Regions from separate parts of the Bos taurus genome. Here region 2 is linked to region 1. A link is a contact called in public Hi-C data. All regions are on one chromosome and are shown on one strand. The core of a region is the stretch at or near the end of the contact, and the rest is flanking DNA. Distances in the headings are between cores, read along the strand shown. Region 1 overlaps ADGRV1 (adhesion G protein-coupled receptor V1). Region 2 overlaps ADGRV1 (adhesion G protein-coupled receptor V1).

The links. Hi-C and Micro-C count contacts between places; a contact is called where the count stands out from the background.
Region 2: a contact with region 1 is called in a Hi-C map of liver, with 2.7 times the contacts expected there. The contact joins two enhancer-like sites. A contact is called at or near these places in 2 of 11 Hi-C or Micro-C datasets (liver and skeletal muscle).

The regions. Positions count from the first base shown.
Region 1 is chr7:90,447,048-90,454,175 of ARS-UCD2.0, forward strand. The region is part of intron 83 of ADGRV1 (adhesion G protein-coupled receptor V1); the gene reads left to right. Among named protein-coding and RNA genes, the nearest start is that of MIR2464, 59 kb to the left of the region's middle. Within about 2 kb of position 2,889, at least 2 of the 102 cell types and tissues checked have an H3K27ac peak or open chromatin away from gene starts, as enhancers often do. A contact at or near this core is called in liver, where this site is marked.
Region 2 is chr7:90,592,891-90,600,018 of ARS-UCD2.0, forward strand. ADGRV1 (adhesion G protein-coupled receptor V1) reads left to right here. Exons shown (of 90, transcript XM_010807603.4): 87 at 5,803-5,924. Among named protein-coding and RNA genes, the nearest start is that of MIR2464, 200 kb to the left of the region's middle. Within about 2 kb of position 3,126, at least 7 of the 102 cell types and tissues checked have an H3K27ac peak or open chromatin away from gene starts, as enhancers often do. A contact at or near this core is called in liver, where this site is marked.

The sequences.
Region 1 (7,128 bases), core at 1,639-4,138:
AAAGTGAAGTCATTCCGTCGTGTCCGACTCTAGCGACCTCATGGACTGCAGCCTACCAGGCTCCTCTGTCCATGGGATTTTCCAGGTAAAAGTACTGGAGTGGGGTGCCATTGCCTTCTCCGAAGGTACTGCTAGTATTTGTCTTTTTGTTTTGCTATTTATGACCAGGCACATCTCTAAATAGCTTTTGGTCATGAGTTGGTCCAGTATAGATTATACTGCTCTGAGTATATTTAAGTTGTTGACTAATATATAGATATATGAGTATTTTTTTTTTCTGTACATTGTGAAGGAAAGTAGAGTGATGACTATGGGCTACAAAAACATTAAAAGTCATTCTTAAGGAAGGTTTGTATTTTAGCTCAGTTGTTCATCCATATTCTCCTTATCGCCAAATTCAGACTTAAATTGAAGTAGGGGAACCCACTAGACCATTCAGGTATGACCTAAATCAAATCCCTTATGACTACACAGTGGAAGTGATAATTAGATTCTAGGGATTAGATCTGATAGACAGAGTGCCTGAAGAAATATGGACGGAGGTTCATGCATTGTACAGGAGTCAGTGATCAAGACAATCCCCAAGAAAAAAGAAATGCAAATAGGCATTACTGATGAGGCCTTACAAATAGCTGAGAAAAGAAGAGAAGTGAAAGGCAAAGGAGAAAAGGAAAGATAATACCCATTTGAATGCAGACTTTTGAAGAATAGCAAGAAGAGATAAGAAAACCTTCCTCAGGGATCAATGCAAAGTAAAAGAGGAAAACAATAGAATGGGCAAGACTAGAGATCTCTTCAAGAAAATTCGAGATAACAATGGAATATTTCATGCAAAGATGGGCTCAGTAAAAGGCAGAAATGGTATGGACCTAACAGAAGCAGAAGATATCAAGAAGAGATGGCAAGAATACACAGAACTATACAAAAAAGATCTTCATGACCCAGATATCCATGGTGGTGTGATCACTCACCTAGAGCCAGACATCCTGGAATGCGAAGTTAAGTGGGCCTTAAGAAGCATCACTACCAACAAAGCTAGTGGAGGTGATGGAATTCCATTTGAGCTATTTCAGATCCTAAAAGATGATGCTGTGAAAGTGCTGCACTCAATATGCCAGCAAATTTGGAAAGCTCAGGAGAGGCCACAGGACTGGAAAAGATCAGTTTTCATTTCAATACCAAAGAAGGTCTGTGCCAAAGAATGTTCAAACTTCCGCACAATTGCACTCATCTCACATACTCACAAAGTAATCCTCAAAATTCTCCAAGCCAGGCTTCAACAGTACATGAACTATGAACTTCTAGATGTTCAAGCTGGATTTAGGAAAGGCAGAGGAACCAGATCAAATTGTGAACATCCAATGGATCATAGAAAAAGCAAGAGGATTCGAGAAAAACATCTACTTCTGCTTTACTGACTATGCCAAAGCCTTTGACTCTGTAGATCACAAAGAAACTGTGGAAAATTCTTCAAGATGTGAATACCAGACCACCTTACCTGCCTCCTGAGAAATCTGTATCAGGTCAAGAAGCAACAATTAGAACCGGATATGGAACAACAGACAGGTTCCAAATTGGGAAAGGAGTACGTCAAGGCTGCGTATTGTCATGCAGTTTATTTAATTTCTATGCATAGTGCGTGCTTGCGTGCATGATAAATCACTGTCGTGTCTGACTCTTTGCAACCCCATAGCCTGCCAGGCTCCTCTGTCCATGGGACTCTCCAGACAAGAATACGGGAGTGGGTTGCCATGCCCTTCTCCATATCATGCAAAATGCAGGGCTGGATGAAGTACAAGATGGAATAAAGATTGCCAGGAGAAATATCAATAACCTGGCTTAAATATCAATAAGCTGGTTTAAAACTCAACTTTCAAAACAACGAAGATCATAGCATCCAGTCCCTTCAGTTCATTTCAGTTCGGTCGCTCAGTTGTGCCCGACTCTTTGCAACCCCATGAACCGCAGCACACCAGGCCTCCCTGTCCATCACCAACTCCCGGAGTTCGCCCAGACTCACATCCATCGAGTCAGTGATGCCATCCAGCCATCTCACCCTCTGTCATCCCCTTCTCCTCCTGCCCTCAATCTTTCCCAGCATCAGGGTCTTTTCCAGTGAGTCAGCTCTTCGCGTCATGTGGGCAAAGTATTGCAGTTTCAGCTTCAACATCAGTCCAAGGATTTTTATAACTTTGCATTTAATGTGTGAATTTATGTAAGTGCAATATTGTTTTTTGCATGTGTATTAAGTTTTTTACCCAAATAGAAAGTATCCAAATGTCAATATTGGCTAAACTTTTAATTTTTTAAATATTAGAGAATTTTTTTCAGATTTCCATGAGTCCAAATTTCTGAGTGGGCAATATAATTATCCTTTGCTCGTGTGATAATTTTATTATCCTAATCAGCTTGATCTTGCACTTTTATGAACCATTCCATTTAATGGAAAAGAGGAAATACTGTGGTTTCAAGTTTAATTATAATAATTTTACCTAGATTTGAAAGACACATTTCTCATCGTGTGAGACCCTATATAATATAGATTACCCAACTCAATTAACACTTGCACAGCATCCACTATGGACAGTGTATGGTGCACAGGGCCAGGGATAAACAGTACCTGACTTTAAAAAGGGGAAAGCAAAACAGGTTGATTTACTACAGAGTGTCCGTGCTAAAATATGACTTCTGAACAGGTGCCATGAGAGCTCAGAGAAGCAACCACTTCATTCATCCCAAGGTGACTTCAAACAGATGATATCCCAACTGATCATGCAAAGAGATTAGCTCAGTAGACTTTTGATAGGTCAGTTGAAGGAGGAAGGGAAGAGGAGATACTGGCTGCAGTGTGTCCAAGTAGAGCAAGTAGCCTTGGTAAACACAGGCAGTTCTGATAGAATTTGTCATGCGTTGATGGAGAAAGAGATCAAAGTTCAGTTTAAGATGACTGGAGTGAGTATAAAGTAAAACTGGGGCAAAGTGGAAGATGAAACTGAACTGGTAAGCAAGAGCTTGTGATCAAGATCCAGGTGTCAAAGAAGCTTGTAATTTACCATTGATTGGGAAACAGTGGAGATTTAAGAGTAGAGAGGTGATAGGAAAGGAATCAGTTATTGAAAAACTTAGTCATTTATCCAAGAATATAGCGAACTCAGTGGAGCTTCTGAAAAGTTGACATCTTTTATTTTTAGTTCAGCAAATTGATAAATATCACTGGGCGAAATGTTTAATTGCTTAAAAGTGATATAATTTTACTTAGAAATTGGTAAATCTTTTACAATCACGGATTATAAGAATAAATACCTTTTTGCTCTCATCAGTACTTTAGAGCTAAATTGTATATAATGATTAAATTGAAGCATGGAAAGTAGAGAAGATTCAGCAGCATGCAATTGACAACACAATTTCTGAAGAGAAATATTTCAGTAACTTGCCCTTTCTTCTTCTTTGATTAACTTATAATTAGGTGTGTTTCCTTGATGGTGGACAGATATGAAATCACTATCTCTGAATAGGCACATACTTGAAAATCTTTGCTATATACCGACCGAGAGAAAAATCACTGACAGTTTACCACTAATCTAGATTTGAGCACTTGAAATCTTAACACCTTAATTGAAATTGATCAGAAAATAAGTGGTTCAGAGGAGCTGAGCTACAAAGTTAGAATAGCAAGGACCATAAAGAACTCTCACTTTATGTTTTTACTTTACTCACTTGGTTTTATTTTCCTTCACCACCTAAATTGTTAGAAATTTTCCACTTGCTAGAAAGGGTTTCTCAAGCACTGTTAGACAGTTCCTGAAAAGTTAGTCGTTTATTTTAGCTTATCTTCCTTGTGGATAAATCTGTCTGTAATCATTTTAACAGGTGAGATAATTCAAGGAAGTGGTCATTTGCTCGGAAATGAGTTTGCAAGGCTGTGAATTTTTTTTCGTTAGGAGTATGATTTCCCATTTCATTTTCGCGTGAAAGGTACTTTTCCACCTTGTCACGTCTACATTGAGCAAGTCCGCCCACTAGGAGGCGCTCTTTCCAAGCTCATTTATCAAAGCACCCAATAAACCTTGTTGGGGTATTCACTTTTTCTGTTTCTAAGCTAAAGATGCTAACACACAGTCCTTTTTTGCTAGTGAAAGCAGGCCTTTTTTATTGTTGTTAAAACAACAATAACAAAAACTTCCAGACGTTTTGGTTGGTACCTGTTTTTCTAGGTATTGTTTTGTGGCCAGAGGTGTTTAATTTTTTAGAAAAATGCAGTCTCTTTGGTTTCACATGTTCATTAAAAGTTCTAATAATGCCTTTAAAATAGTGATTCTTTCCCCAATATTTTTTTCTCTTAAGTAAAATCATATAGATCCCTAATTTTATCTCAGCTGTGAAATGTTGAGGCTATTAAGCCATAATAGAATGCAGTGTTACAAAAAGTAATCAGTGATTTGTGTTAAGAAGAGTTTTCAGTTTCCTAAAATCATCAGAGACTGTAGGGATGGTGTGTAGCATATATACGTAAACATAAACACCGTTGAGAATTACCAGACCATAGAGAACATTTTCTTAGTGGCATGTGAAAGTCAGTCTCATTGTGGCTGGTCCCATACTGCTATAAGCAGGCCCCTGGTCATAAGGATGCACATAAAATTTAACTAAAGTCATTAGGGGTGTCAGAGAAAAAATCACACTCTGCATCTTAGAGATAGTAATTAATACAGCTATTTAATTTTCAGACAATTTCAAACTTCTGTTATTGAAGAGAATAACTGAACATTTAAAATGCATTTCAAATCGGGATTGGCTGGTTTACCTTAAAAAGCATGAATTTTCAGATTTGTTGTGTCAGAGTTAGAGACCTGGCCCCATGTATTCATTCATTCGTTAAGTGCAGACGGTCCTATCCCGGACTTTGTTAAGAGCAATCAACATAAGGACAGAAATCCCTTTACTTGTGTTTATATTTGGTTAGTGGTGGTGGCAGGGGACAAGGGTGTGTACCAGGTTGCAAGAAAAAAGGGTAAAGCTCTTAGAAGAGGATTGAAAGTAGCAGAAGCTGAGCTATTTTATACAGAGAGGCAAGGAGAGGTCTCTCTGAAAAGGTATCATTTGAGCAGAGATCTGAAAGAAGTGAGAAAGAAGCTCACACGCAGGACTAAGGGAGAAAGTTTCAGACAAAAGGAAAAGCGGGCACAGTTCTGTGGTTTATTCTAGGAACAGTCAGAGAACCTGGGCCTGAAATGTGGAGAAGGGTGTTGGCAGAGGAAGACAGAGAGATGAGAGCGGGCCAAGTAGAATTTTCCTACCAATGAGATGGGGATATCATGGGTGGGATTTGTTCAGAAGAATGGACTCATCTGACTCAACTTTTCACAGGGTCATTCTAATTTCCGAGGTGAATCTAGGCCACATGGGGCTGGAATGAAAGAGAGAAAATTAGCTTAAGTGGTTTTGCAATTGTTTAGGCAAGAGATGATGGGTTTTTGATGAACCTGAGGAAGTTCCTTAACTTTGTTGAGGCTATTCCCTCCTGGCAGCAGAAGATAATGAGACCGATGTATCAACTTGTTTTGAGGATTAAATGACAGAACATGCTGGCTTCATTTGGCTAAGGTCGTGTAGAACTGATTCGTTCAGAAGGTCATCTCTTTGAGTTTTATATGCATAGATCTTTGAGTTTTATATGCATGGACATGTGTGCACACACCCATGTGTAATATCCTGTATGTGTATTTCACTCAGTCAAAATCATGTCTTTGATTATTGTAGGAGTCAGTCTACTTACTGTTCTCTCGGTCTCCTTTCTTCTTCATCACATACATTTTTCCACGTTAACTATATTTCTCAACAAAGTTCTGAGTATGTGTTTCTTTGCCAGCACACTCCCAGGTCCCAGACCTGTGATGATCCCCTGTAGCTTTGTCATCGTCAACTCAGTGGACATGAAGCTGATCAAACTCCAGGAGATAGTGAAGGACAGGGAAGCCTGGCGTGCTGCAGTGCACGGGGTCGCACAGAGTCAGACACCACTGAGCGACTGAACAACAACAATAACTTTAGCATAAACTCAGAACTTTTGAATTCAGTTATTTGAAGTCTTCAATATTCAGTTTCCTTCACCCACTGTTGAAGCAACACCAGACTGCTTGCTAGTTCCTGTAAGTGCCCTGTTCTTTAATCTTCTTGTGTTTGATTTAGGGTCCTTCTACCTAGAATGTCCAGGGTATGAATCTCAGTTCCCCTCACACACAGATATGGAAGGAATATGACTCTTATTTGATCATAGCCGGATCGAGCCCCATTCTGCTAGGGTGTAGAAACGTAATCTGGCAATTCTGGGCTTCCTTGGCCTTTTCCTGTGGCTATACTCAGGTCCTTGGGGACTCTTGTAATTGTAAGCCACTGGGGGGAGGAAGGCAGGGACATCAGTCTGGTCCTCCGTGGAGATCCCTTGGCAATAACATGCTGCCTCGCATCTCACATGTCTGCCACTCAGCTGCTCCAGAGTCAGAGACCAAGGCCCTCCCTTCTCTTCCCTCAGGGGTGAGTAGTTCTGAGACTTGGTATCTCCCTGCAGTCCCCTGGGCCCTGAATGCCAGCAGTGGACTGTGGGGGATTAGCTGTAATTTATTCGGGCTAGTTTTGCTCTCTAGTAGAGAGAGGAGAGATTGATTATGCTCTGAGACTTTTGGAAGTTCATAGTGTTGTATGTTCAGCAGGAAAACATGGGCATATGATTTGCTAATCGTTCTTTTGTTATTGTTTTTAGTTAATAATTCTGTGGGCACCACAGAATTTACACCTTTACCCCTGTACACCTGTGATGTGTGTTCACGACAGAAAGATGTGCTGAACTTTTATATGTGGATGTCCGGATGTCCTGTGTCTTAAAGCGGTGTTTCTCAGAAGATGGGTGGAAAGCCAAGTCGATCAGGGCTACTTGTTCAAAATGTGGTTATTCCAGAATTTTTGACTTGGAATCTTTCATGATGAAGACTGAGAGTCTGCACTTGTAATGAATTTCTAAGGTGATTCTTTTGTACCCTAAAATGTTTCAACCATCGTTGTAACTTGTGGGGAAAGACAGTGGCCATAAGACAGTGTTCTTCCAAATAACCTTTTTGATTTCTTCTGGGC
Region 2 (7,128 bases), core at 1,876-4,375, 150 kb after region 1:
CAGTTTACAAATCCGATCTGTAAGTCTGTTGTTGTCTGTTCCACCCACAGTATCCTAATGCTGACTTGCCAGCTTTGTGAAGAATGTGCCCTGTTATCTTCTATGACATTAGGTTTATTTGCTAAAAACACTGGTGGGTGACAGTACATTGTGTCTTAACCCTTGTTAAGAAAACTCAAGAGCACATTTAATATTTTCTCACCAGGGAATGGATCAGATCAATGAAATGTCTTGGCCTTCAAGTATCTGTTCATTTCAGAATAAAGGCCCGTATTTTAGAAATAAGACCTTTTGATGCCTTCTTTTCAATTACCTCTTTTTCTAATTTAAAAATGATGCGTGCTTATTGTTAGAAATAGACCCATAAATATCTTAAATCCACATTATTTCACAGTTGTCTTACTTGTTTTACATTGATGAGTTTGTTTTAGTAGCACATCCAAATTGTTAGACTCAGAAGGTCAGTGAGGTAAAATTAAAGCAAGTACTTTAGAAGATTGTAAACACAGAATAAATTTTCAGCTTCATGTAAATGAGGTGTGATTTCCATAATAAAGCCATAATGGCCACTGGTGCATAGCAATAAAGCCAAGGCTGCAATTACAGAGAAAAGAGATAATTCAGCACCATACTTTCTTTAAAAATGGCAATGAAATTCATTGAAGTCATATTTTACACTAAAAAATAAAGAGATTTTGTGTATTCTCAGTGGAAGCTACTAACTCCCATAAGTAGACTTTTCTAATGATAGTAATACTAAATGACAAATGCACTGGCTGAATTTTTCTGTTTGTTTTTTTACTTTCCACCAGTAACTTCTTTCACTAAAATCTTTTCAGATGGCTTTGTTTTTCACATTAGTGATTCTTGCTAATGTAAGTATTTCAAGGATTTGTTTTTTTTCTCCCTCATTGTGGAACTTTATCTTGACACAAGCTTGTCTTTTTTTATTAATAGTATAGCTTTAAAAAAATAGTAGTAAAATATGCATAACTTAAAATTCACCATTCTAAGTGTACAGTTCAGCAGCAATAAGTGCATTCACAGTGCTGTGCAACCATTACCACCGTCTATTTTCAGAACTTTTCATCATCCCAAACATAAACTCTGTACCCATTAAGCAATAACACCCTCATCCCCTCACCCCCACCCCACCCCAGCTCCCGGTAACCTCTATTCTATGCTTTGTCTCTGAATTTGCCTGTTCTAGGCGCTTCGTGTACGTGGAATCTTACAGTATTTGTACTTTTGTGTCTGACTCATTTTACTTAACATGTTTTCATGGCTCATTCACGTTGTAGCATACGTCAGAATTTCACCCCTTTTTAAGGCTGAGCAATATTTCATTGCATGTACATATCACGTTTTGTTTTTCTGTTCACCTGTTGAGGGACTTTTGGGTTGTCTCCACCTTTAGGATAGTATGAATGGTGCTGCCATGAATACTGATGTACAAATCTCTGAGTCCTTGTTTTCAGTTATTTTGAGCATATACCTCGGAGTGAAATTTCTAGACTATATAGTAATTGTATTTTTAACATTTTGAAGTACCACCAAACCATTTTCCACAGCAGCTGCACCATATTTCAGTCTTACCACCAAGGCACCAGGGTTCTAATGGCTCCACATCCTTGCCAACACTTGTAGTGTTCATAATATCGACAAGAGCCATCTTGGTGGGTATTCATCGTACCTTATTGTGGGTTTAATTTGCTTTTCCTTAGTGACTAGTGATGTTGATCATCTTTGCCTGTGCTCAGTGGCCATTTGTTTATCTTTCGGGAGAAACATCTCTTTAAATCCATTGCCCATTTTGGAATTGGGTTTTTTGGTTTCTGTTGAGTTGTAAGGGTGTTTATATATTCTGGGTAGCACTGTCTTTTTACAGAAAAACGTTTGTTTCTTTGTTTATTATTGGCTGTGCCAGGTCTCGGTTGTGCCATGGGGGATCTTCTGTCTTCGCTGCAGCTTGTAGGATCTTTAATTGCAGCACGCAGGATCTTCAGTTGTGGCATGATCTCTTAGTTGCAGCATATGGAAGCTAGATCCCTGACCAGGGATCGAACCTCGCCCCCTGCATTGGAAGCGTGGAGTCTTAGCCTCTGGATCACCAGGGGAGTCTAAACAGTCTTAATCCAGATACCATTATTCCATGGGCCCCGAACTGTGTTTTAAGGGTTTCCTTTTATTGAGAACATTGGAATGATTCTGTTTTCTGTTAAGGAATTCACTCCTAAATGTAACTTGTTAACATTGCCTCTTATAAATGGCTACATCAGTAAGCACGGCTTACACAGCCAACAGAAAAGTTACTAGCCTTTCACCAAATGTGAAGTATCAGCTTAGGAAATATGTAACTAAACGCTGTTCATTAAAAGAGCATTCATTTTCAGTTTGCCCAGTGGATTTCATAGGAGCTTTTGAACAGAAAGAAGCGTGTCCCCCCACTTTCATTACCGTCTCCCACTCTCACACCCCTTCTTTTGATCACTGTTACTCCTGACCCCATGGGCTTCCCAGGTGGCGCGTGTGGTAAAGAACCCTCTTACTAATGCAGGAGACACAGGTTCAATTCCCGGGTCAGGAAGACCCCTGGAGAAGGAAATGGCAATCCACTCCAGTATTCTTGCGTGGAGAATCCCATGGACAGAGGAGCCTGGTGGGCTGTGGTCCATGGGATCACAAAGAGTCAGACACAGCTGAGCAACTAACACAACACACTCCTCTTGACCCCAGAAAGGTGAAAGGTACCTCCTTTAGGTTAACCATAAAGCCGATGAAGCATACATTTTAGGGCCTCAACTTTCATTGGCCCCTTCCAAGATCTTCTATCTAACTATGCTTTGGAAATTTTTATTTCTTAAAGAAACTTTTCAGAGTTTTATAACCTTCAGGCCCACAGAATCCAGATTTCCCTCTGGATATGTTTCTTCCATCTGAAATCAGGTCTGAGTCATTGTTGCACTGCCAGAAAAGCAGGCAAGGGTCTTCTGTTCAGTATGCTGAGTTATTTACGACTGGCTTTCTTTCCGTGCGGTTTCTGATCTGGAGTGCCAAGCTACCACACTTTTCTGCAGAGTTCCAGAAAAACATGAGCTCTGGGTGTTTCTCGCCAGCCCTGGTATGCTCTTTTGGCTTGTGCAATGAGCTTTATCAGCACACAGCGCTCGTCTGGCTCTCGGCGCTCACACAAACATGCAGGCCAGATTTTGACAATTTGGTTTGTCGCTGTTCATGCAAAATATGCACGTCCTTTTGTACTGCGCACCGAGCCAGAAATAGAATCTTGTAGTTGCACAGTGAGAGCAAAGCAGGCAATTGCCAGACTAATACCTAACCTTTGAAAACTTTAATAAGGACAGCTTAGGCAGTTTCCTAAATATTAGGGTATCTTGTCAGAAGCACAAATGAGTCTTCTGGGCTTTATCAAATTGTATGACTTCATTAAGCAAAAATAAATTTTTTTAAAAAAAGGCTAAATAAACCTTAATATATTCACTCCTGTCCTATGGTAAGGCATTAATGACAAAAGGACTATTCATCTGTAAATTATGTTGCATTATATTATTATTTGCTCTGTGTAGTGGTAATAGACAATTGACATTTTTTCCGTGAAAAGAATATCTCACAAGATGTCATCATGGTCTCCTCAAAAAAAAAAAAAAAAAAGAAATGCTCATGTTCCTTCTTCCCTGCTTTTTCTTCTCTCTTCTGGAACTATTCTGTCCTAATGCCATTAGTCTGTACAGAGCAAGGTATGTACCCACTGGAAGGTGCCCAGGGTGGAGGGTCCCAGCCCCATCATCGTGAGGGGGCATCCATGTGAACAGTGGGGTGTACTCACAAGGCTCATGAGACCCTGAGTGGGTTTGGGGGGGCCATCTGTGCCAGGGACGGATGACAGCAGTGGGAGATTGGTTGCAATCAACTCGAGCTGATCAAATAGGTAAATATTTTAGGAATAAAGAGAAGTACATTGCTTACCAACAGAGAAGGAAATTAAAATACAGAGAAAGAGAAAATTACAGTTAACCTTGTGGCACTGGATTGGAATTGAAAGTATTGGTATAAAAGGATGTTTTTCATTATACAGAGATAGATATAGATATAGGGATGTGTGTGTGTGTACACGCGCGTGCATGCACACGCACAGACATGTATGCTCTAGCTCTGAGAGGACTTAGGAACAGCAGCAATCCAACACCAAAGACTATATGCAGCCCCGGACCTTGGTTTCTAAACACCCTTCTACTAAAAGGAACCAGGACTGTGGCAGGGGAAGTATGAGATGAACTTGAAATGCCTTGTTGGGTCAGAAGCAAGGAAATGCTCCCAGAACGATGACCTGACAGAAGTCACAGAAACCATCTTGAAGGGGCTCCCATGAATCAGACTTAGGACAATTTGAACATCAAAATAAACAGGTAGTAGTATAAGGGCTACAATCCAAGGAGTCTCAAAAGTCGGACATGACTTAGCAATTAAGCAACAAAGTATACCATAACCCATTACATTGAGAATCTATGAATCTATATGATAAAAATAAATGAATAAATCAAATGTTTGATAAGTGAAAGAATATGTACCTAGTTCCTAAGTGATGCCATACAAGATACGTACTAATTACAAAGGAAAAAGGACTAACTCTATAGTGGAGGACTCGTGCTGGCACTACCTTAATCAAGTGGCCAAAACGAACAGCCTAAATAACGGGACAAATTGAATTATTGTGGAAACCAATGGAATGCTGTAAAAAGAACCCAGCATCACTTCTGTGATTTCTGGCTAAGTTTATAATCTAAATCATGAGAAAATATCAAATTCAAATTTAAGGATGCTCTACAAGACAGACTTCCCAGGTAAGATCAGTGGTAAAGAATCTGCCTGCCAAGCAGGAGGTGTAGTTTCGATTCCTGGGTCGGGAAGATCCCCTGGAGAAGGAAGTAGCAACCCACTCCAGCATTCTTGCCTAGAAAATCCCATGGACAGAGGAGCCTGGTGGGCTGTAGTCCATGGGGTCACAGAGCAGTTGGACGTGACTTAATGACTAAAGAAGAAGAAGATCTGATTCACTTTCCATATCTTATATGGCTTGCCATTTACATATTATTATCTCCCCTTTTAAGATTATTATTCTAAATCCCAAATATCAGAGATAAAGTAGAAAGGGTAATGAAGTCCTTTGGCTCGTAAGAAATCTGTTCGGGGAACTGTCAAAACAAATTTCATGATAAAATAATGGTAGAATAAACTTACTCTTGACAGTAGTGAATCAGTCACTTCATCTTTGCTCTGAACCACAGCTATAAAGCTTGGTGTCCACTCAGTCAGAAAAAAAGAGATGAATACATATGTTTCCATTACATACAAACAAGTTCATTAATGTTTCAAAACGTTAGACTAGGTAGGCTGCTGTAATTTTGGAAGCACGCTGCTGCCTGCCATTTTCTGACGGAGAGCGCTTGTGAGCAGGTTTATATACCGGGCCTTTCCTGGGATCGAAATGTGAGTGCGTCTCCGGCGCTTCCTGAACAGGCCAGCAGGTGGTAGTCTAGGAGAGGAACAGGTCTCATCCTTCTCCAGCCTTGGAGGGCAGAGAGAGAGCAGAAGGAATGTAGACTCAGCAATGTTCCCTCCTCTTCTCTGGAATCCCTAAGAATGGGATTTCCAAGGTTGTTCTTGCAAAACAGGTACTTGGGCACAGGGGGTATCTCCAAGAAGGAGCTAAAAATAATTTTGTGTATATGTATGATTATGGAGTATTCTCAAGTTCAAAAATTCTTTTTCTTTTATGGTGTCTAGAAATTCCACTGGTTTTGTATCTCTTTGCCCTGATTTCGATGACATGGCTTTGGGGAGGCCTGCACATGGCTTACAGACTCTTCTGGATGTTGGTTCTGTTCGTCATTTTCAACAGCCTGCAGGTAAGCCTCACGGTTGGGTTACAGCACACACGTGTCCTAGTGAACACAAGGCGTGGAGTTTCAACATCCAGGAATCAAGCATCCACACAGAAGTGAATTCATATGCACAAAACATCATGCAGAGTGTTAGATCAAAGTGGTAAAGATTGTGTTAAACTTTTTTAACACCTTAAATATGGCCGGGCTTCTAACTGGCTGCTGCTGCTAAGTCGCTTCAGTTGTATCTGACTCTGTGCGACCCCATAGACAGCAGCCCACCAGGCTCCCCCGTCCCTGGGATTCTCCAGGAAAGAACACTGGAGTGGGTTGCCATTGCCTTCTCCGTCTAACTTGCTGGTTATACAAATAGAAAGACATAAAATCTTTTTACCCTCCTTCATTTTGACAACACCTAAGTAACTACAAAAACATGTTTCTTTTTCAGCGGGATTGATGTTTATAAACTTTACAGATGGCAGCTATCTAGGGCACATGCATATATTTGGACTGGGTTTGTGTCTAAAAATTAGATCAGCTGAGAGTGAAATAACAATGATGGTCAAGCAGTTCCCTATTAAGTCTGATACTTGGTGTTTTGGTTCACTGAAAATGATTGACATCCTCCAAGTCTGGCAATGCCTAGCTTAAGTTAGCTTTGTGAACATGTTTGGATAGCATAACTAGGAATTATATAACTAACAAAAATTAAAACTGACTTTTTTGTGCTTTTGTTAAATGGAAAAAAAGTTGCACCCTGAAATTAGCAAATGGAACAAATGAACTCATTTTTTTTTCTTATTTTCCAAAGTAAAAAGATTTGCTTGTAGACTCAAGCAGTCTCTTGAATTTATCAAGGATTTCTCTAAACAGCCCTTGTTTGGATCACCATCTTATAAAAAAACCTCTGTAGAGAAAATATTAGGATTATAACACACAACTGAAGTATGACTCAAACCATATTTAAGTTTGCTTTTTCTGAGACAGGTTCATTAATGAGATCATATTTAACAAGGCGGTGCCTAATCAGATCAGAATATCAATTTAGGGAGGGGAAAAATACAAAGTAGCTTAAACATTTGGAATCAGGTTGATACAAGTTGACATACAGACATCTCTCAATAGAGTTATAATCGAGTACCCAGTACTGGCACAGTGATGCCAGTGCTGCCATTACGAGGACGAAGATGACAGCCCTGCTCCTCTAGGGTCTGATGATTCAGGGAGT